Linked DNA regions of Ovis aries: region 2 is linked to region 1. Evidence: chromatin contacts called from public Hi-C data. All regions are on one chromosome and are shown on one strand. Each heading gives the region's core, a stretch centred on a gene start, on an enhancer-like site or on the middle of the called end of the contact. The rest is flanking DNA. Distances are from core to core; before and after follow the strand shown. Region 1 holds the start of ARHGAP23 (Rho GTPase activating protein 23). Region 2 overlaps SRCIN1 (SRC kinase signaling inhibitor 1).

Region 1 (3,201 bases), core at 23-2,522:
CAGGGCCAAAGCATGGGAGGGCAGGGGGAGTCCAACCCCAGCCCCAAACTGGGCTGCCCGGGGGGCTCAGGGCCTCCCCAGCCTGCATTCCTGAATTCCTCCCCCTAGCATGCCCCCTACACCCGGCCTATAAAGCCCCCTTTGTCTGGGCCCACTGAGGATCTTAACTCTCCCCATCTCAGCTTCCAGCCCTCTGCTCCCTCACCCCCTGGTGCTAACAAAGAGGCCAGGGTGCAGTGGGAAGCCTGCAATCCCCTTCATGCCTCCCGGCACTGGCCCAGGGGTGTTGGGCCACCAGCCCCTGGACACCGATGCCCCAGCCCCACTGCCCACCTCAGGGCAGATTAATTCCCACCCCTGTCCACCCGGGACTCCACACTCCTGTCCTGGGCAGCATGCCTGCCTCTCACATGCCTGCGCATGTGATAACCCCTTGGTGTGGCCCTGCCCTCACAGGGGCAGGACAGAGGGGCAGCAGGCAGTCATGAGCCACCCCTGATGGGGTAGGAGGGTCTCAGTGTGGGAAGCAGTCTTTTTGCCACCTCCTTGGCTTTCACCGGAGTTGGTGGCTCCACTGTCCACAATGCAGGTTCCCAACTGGCATCTGGAGCTTCAGATGACCCTTCTTTGGCAGTAGACAAACGGTTCAGCTCCTCCTTCTGCTTGGCACATGCCTGGGGCAGGGAACACGGTAGGCGACAGGAATTTCCATTCCTGTTCCCCACACCCACCCAAGGGCCTCAGAACACGTGTGAAGAGAGGCAATAGGGAGTGGCCTCTCCCCATCAGCTCCTGACCTCCTGGGGTCACAGGGCTCAGACCTCTGCTCATCAGGGTGGGGTCTCCCTGTGGTCCAGGCTCTATCTCTCTGGCCGGCTCTTGGGCAATCACAGTGATCTGAGCCAGGGGTCAGCTCTGTCATCAAGCTGCTTGTGACCTTGGGCCAGCCCCTCTGAGGCTTCTGTAAAATAAGGGGTGGGGCCCTTCCGACTCTGATAACCTCAGAAATGAGGAGAGGGGCTTCCGTAGGAGGAGATCTTCTCTGGACTAACAGTGCCCCCAGGACAGGCAGACCAGGAGACGCTGGCAGGGATGCGCCCCTGGATGCGTGAGGTGTGTGTGTGTGTGTGTGTGTGTGGTGTGTGTGTGTGTGTGTGCGTGTGTGGTGTGTAAGGTGTGTGTGCGCGCGCGCGGCGCCTCTCCCCGCGGGTGGGGTGTGGAGGGAGGGGCGGGCGGGGCGGGGCCTGTGGGCGGGGCCTGAGTGGCGGACTCGGGCGCTCCTCGCGCGCGGCGGTGGCCGGGTGCGGTGCTCACCACTCACTGGGCGCATGGAGGGGCCGCCGCCCACTGCGCCCCACAGGGCTGGCGCGGCGAGGACTGCATAGCTGGCAACAGCATGGAGCAGGTCAGCGGGTGCGGGGCCGGGGCTCGGGTGCGTGTCTTGGGGGGAAGGGCGGGGTGCGGGAGGACTGACTGAGGGTGGGCGCCCTGAGAAGGACACGGCGGGAGGGGTTTGGGGCTTTGGAGCTCCGGGCGGGGCCAGAGCTCTGGGGAGGGGATAGGGCTGGTGTGACATAGAGCTGGTGCGCGCGCGCACACACACACACACACACACGCACACGCACACACGAGTACTCTCCCACCACTGACACAGAGGGAGGCGCTCACCGAGGGCTCACACGCTCCCTCGCTCCCCATCCTTGCTCCAGGAGAACATTTAGAAGCTCCCCTCCCACTCGATAAGGTCCTGGCCCCTACCAGGATCCTAGCAAGCTCTGCATAATAAGGAGTGGCAGAGGTGGGGGTGGCTCTCCCAGGGCATGTAACTACCGCTGACCCTCCCGACCTTGTCCCTTCCCCACCGTGGGACCTCGCGATACAACCATCCCCTCCCCCCTTGCACATCAAGGGGCTTCTCCCTGCCAGGCTCCCCCGCCAGTCCCAGTTACAGCAGCTGCAGCAGCTGCCGCCACCATTTCATGGCAGTGAAAAGATGGGGTGGGTTGGGCAGCGTGTCCACATGCCCCCCAAATGCAGACAAGCTGCCCCAGCCAGGCCCTGGGTGGCTTCCTTTCACACAGTCTCCATCAGAGGGGTCCCAGTGATGGCCTCCTTCGGTCAGAGCACCTCACTCCCTCCACAGAGCTCAGTAAATCCTGGACAAGAGGGGCCGTCCCCTTAGGTGGGTGGGAGGGCCCCTCTATCCTGACTTGCTGTCCCCAGTTCTAAGAGGGGCAGCCTCCTGAGGTGGGCTGGAGGGAGGGGGCTGCCTTGCTCCCTTCCTGGTCACAACTCAGTGAGAGGTCTTGGGGTGGGGTCTGGAGTGGAAAGGTTTTCTGTTTCTGCGTGTGCCTTTGCATGTCCACGCTCCCAGGCTCAGCTTAAAGCTGTGTCTGGGGCCTGGGCTCTGAGACCCCTCCCCTCTGTGGCAGACGGGCTCTTGAGTTGCCTGTGACGGTGGTGAGAAGGGGCACGGAGGGGTGGAGGGTGATGAGTCAGGGGATGGGGTGATCCTCAGTTCTGGGGGTTGGAGGGAGACTCTGAGGAGTCATGAAGGGCTCTCGGCATCTTCCCTGGGCTGGGCGTTATGTGTGGGGAGGGCTGTGGGCTGGTCTAGTCTCCAGGCCTGCTGGGCATCTTGGCTGTTAATTTAAATCGCCCGTGGCAGCTCCCTGGAGCACCAGGCCTGGCAGGGATTCATCATTCTCTGCTGTTGTCATTACTGACTCTACCTTCAACTCCACTCTGAGCACAAAAAAGCAGGGGTTGGGAGGACAGGACTAAGTGCCCCTGAATTGCTCGCATTAAAATAGTTAAATTTATGTTATGTGAATTTCATCTCCATTTCTTTTTTTTAAAGAAAGGAGAGCTAAGGCTAGGGAACACCACTGCTTTCTGCCTGGAGGACCCTAAACACATCTCAATGGGCCTGTAGCTCAGTCTGAGGTGCTCCTCCATTCGCCTTTTGTACGTCTTCTGGGGGTCAGCTGCTTTCTGTTCCCAGAGGCACAGCCTGGCTCTCCTGTGCCCTGGCATTATGGAAGGGAGAACAGAACATGGAGGAGAGTCAGGACATCAAAGGGGCACTGGGAACCCTTGGATATCTGTCCTCTCTGGGCTGCTGTGAAATCCCTGCCAGCTGTGCTGAGGGGTGGCTTTCCAGTCCTTTCTAGGTGTCCTAAAACAGCCCTGTTGAGAAGC
Region 2 (3,240 bases), core at 677-3,176, 140 kb after region 1:
GGGGTGGACTCTGCCCACAGCCTCACTGCTGGAAGCCCAGCTTTCAAGCTCAGCTTGAGCCCTGCCTGAGCCAGAGGGCACCACCCCCACCCCCTGCCTGTGCCAGCCAGCCAGGCTCACTGTGCCGCCTAGGGCTCTGGATACCTAGGAGCACTGGGAAAGGTCAGTTCTCATCTGCCCTCCTGCCCTTCCACGCCCCTGGACTCAGAAGAGCTCCTCATGCCCACCTGCACCTCTGTGCCAGCTGCTGGGGAGCTGTGCCAGCGTCCTTCCCTGGCTTCTATGCCAGTGTCCTTCCCTGGCTCCTGGGGGTGGGGCAGGCGGTATGCCAGCCCTAGAGAAGCAGGGAGGGTGGGGAGGTCCAGGGTCACCCAGGCTCTCCCAGGTCGATTAAAGGGGCCGAGGTGGGGCTGGCAGGGAGGGGTCTGGGCTGCCAGAGCAGGCAGCGGAGAGGCAGAGGCTCCAGACAGTGAATGTGTGCCCACAGCCCTAGTGATGACTACAGCCCGTAAACCTCGGGAGTGGATGGCGCTGAGGGTAGGGAGGAGGCCGCTGAGCAGGCCCAGAGATGGTGGAGCAAGGACCAACTTCTCCCTGCCTCCTCCATGACAGGGCTCAGCCTCAGGTGCCCGGACACTGGCAGGTGCACGCAGGGCCATGGGTGAGGCAGGACCTGGATTCTAGGGGGTGGCAGGGAGAGAGGAAGAAGTAGGAGAGACACTGGGCTGTCTCTGAGGGGAGGTGGGGCTTTGATTTGAAATCTTTAGGCTCTTTTGAAAACTAAGAGCCTTCAAGATCCTTGGCTTTCTTTAACAAAGAAACTCAGGGAAAGAGATGAGGTACCTGCCTGACCCAGGAGTCCTAGCTCCCTGCTCTGTGCAGAGTTCTCTCCTCTCTGTGGGGCCCCAGTAGGCTGAGACAACTGGCCTGGGATTCTTGGTCGGGGCACCATCCTGTTGCCTGGGGGTAAAGAGGCCCTTGGGGGCTCGGAGGGCTCAGGCAAGAATTTATCTGAGCCAGAACACTGGGAGGACAAAAGCCCAGACCAGAGACCTCCTGGGTTTAGAGTCAGCTCTTCCTCTGACGGGTCCCAGGTTAGCCATTCTTTTAGTTCTCCACCCTAAAAGCCTCTTCTCTCTCAGAGCCTGAGGGTACTGATCTGTAAAATGGGGACAACATCTCTAAACCCCCCTCCTGGGCAGTGGGTGAGAAGCTAGCAAGACAATGAGGAGAAAGCACATTTTGAACTAAAGACATTCCTGGCATGTGGGCTGTGAGGACAGCAGGACAGCCTTCCCATTGCCCCGGGCCTGCTCCAGCCACCACCAAGGCCTCAAGTGGCCCTGACCCTCCCCAGACAGAGCAGCTCGGTGAAAAGCCAAGGAGATCAATTCCAATCCAGCAAGCAGTGGCTCTGGGTAGCAGCGGCCCTGAGCAGATCGATGCTTCTGTTCACTGGCAGAGGCTGCTGAGGGATCTATCTGGGCAGGGGTCTTGTGGGTAGGGGGACCTGGGGAGGCAGATGGGACAGGGAGGCCTGAAGGCGGTAAGCAGACTGGATTCTGCTGGGGCAGGGTGGAGAGACAGGGGATGCAGGGGAAAAGTGGGAGACCCTGGATGGAGAAGCAGAGCTGGAGTACAGCTGGAAGGGGCCTTGGGACAGACAGCCCCTGAAGCGTGGGGGTGGGAGGAGTCGGAGAGATAAGTTGGAGGTCTTGCTATCTCTCCAAGAATCCTCCGTGTGCAAGGCCAGCTATAATTTTTGAGTCAGAGGTTCAAGCTACAGGAGAGATGCCCAGGACTAGCAGAATCCAGCTCAGAATGAGGAGAAAGGGAAGGTGGAGAAGGGGGTGCTGTCGCCTCCCTTAGCTCTGCCTTCCCTGCCTGGGCAATGGGGAAGTGAACCTGTCTGGAGGCTGGGATGACCAGGGAGCAGTGGGCGCCCCCAAGTGGCCAGCTGCGGATAAAGGCGCAGGTGCTTGGGAAGAGAGCGACATTGTTATTTGCTCCACCAATCCCAAATTCCACGTTTATTTATGAGCCCAATTTATTTTTATCCTCACTGCATTCTTTCACATGAGATCACTGTAACTCATGATGAGAATTAGGATCCCAAGGTTTCAGTGACACTGTCTCATAAGCCATCCAGCCCCTCCCCACCTTGCATCTTTACCCCAGATGTCACCACCCTCTGTCCTCTGGCTGCCACTGGGCAACAGTTACACATGACATCATCTTCCGAGGAGGAGAGTGTGGAGAAGGGGAGGGGGGAGGGAGAGGGAAGAAGAAAGAGGAAGGGGAGGAAATGGAAGAACAAAGCCAAGAGCTACAAAAAAGAGAAGGGTCTCACTGGGGCCCCTGCTGGGAGGACCAGAGTTTAGGTCTCTGGGTCCTTCTCCCCAGAGATTGGGAGGGCTGGACAAGGCCCCCCCACCCCGTGGGGACCTGAGGTCTGACAGGCGTGACCTCAACTGGGGCCTGGGCACCAGCTCAGGGAGTCCAGAGGGCCTGGGGCTAGATCCCAGTGAGGTCGGCAGTCAGGGCAAGCAGTGGGGAAGGGGGTGCATGGAGATTGCCAGAAAGGTGGAGGGCCTGGCTCAGACCCCAAAGTGCCCCGTCTGCGTCCACACACACACTTGAATGCGTTCGGCACAAGTCCCACCATCTTCAGCCAAAGCAAGAGGAGCCTAAGTCACCCTGAGGAGCCCTGAGGCGACTGCCACCATCGATTGTGCCTGACAATTCCATCCTGCTGGGTGGCTGGCTGCGCAGTCAGGAAGCGCACTGTGCTGGGAGGTCAGAGGCCAGAGGACAAAGGTCAAGCTTGGCAGAGGCTTCAAGAACCTGGATGAGGCGAAGGGATCATCCCTTCCCACCCCTCCCTCGGTGAAGAAGCTGACCCCTCAGTCTCCAGGCACCTCTGGCTCTGGCTCCCTGTGTGCCCACAGTCCTCAGTCAGCTCTGCCTGTGGGTCCTTGGAGCAGAAGCCCGTCTGTGTCTGTTTTCTAAAACCATCTTTTCCGCCCCATACCACAGCAACCAAAGTCATTTTCCGGGCAATTGCCTTTCTGTAAACATTCCAGTGTAATATCCCCCCAAATTGCTAATGCCCAGCACCCTGTTGAGTCTCCCTGTCACTCCAACCAAAGCCTCAGAGGTACGGGCGGGTGGAGGGAGGAACAGGCATCAGGGGGAGAGGATTAAGGACAGGGCTTCACGTCCAGCTCCTGGCATGAACCC

What was found. A called contact is a pair of places that touch in the nucleus more often than the background predicts.
Region 2: a contact with region 1 is called in a Hi-C map of hypothalamus, with 2.5 times the contacts expected there. The contact joins the enhancer-like site here to the promoter of ARHGAP23 in region 1. A contact is called at or near these places in 2 of 16 Hi-C or Micro-C datasets (hypothalamus and liver).

Annotation. Positions count from the first base shown.
Region 1 is chr11:38,799,031-38,802,231 of ARS-UI_Ramb_v3.0, forward strand. It overlaps ARHGAP23 (Rho GTPase activating protein 23), which reads left to right and starts at 1,273. Exons shown (of 24, transcript XM_042255898.1): 1 at 1,273-1,405. The coding sequence starts at 1,397.
Region 2 is chr11:38,937,340-38,940,579 of ARS-UI_Ramb_v3.0, forward strand. All of the region lies in intron 1 of SRCIN1 (SRC kinase signaling inhibitor 1), which reads right to left. Among named protein-coding and RNA genes, the nearest start is that of SRCIN1, 22 kb to the right of the region's middle. Within about 2 kb of position 1,927, at least 4 of the 54 cell types and tissues checked have an H3K27ac peak or open chromatin away from gene starts, as enhancers often do. A contact at or near this core is called in hypothalamus, where this site is marked.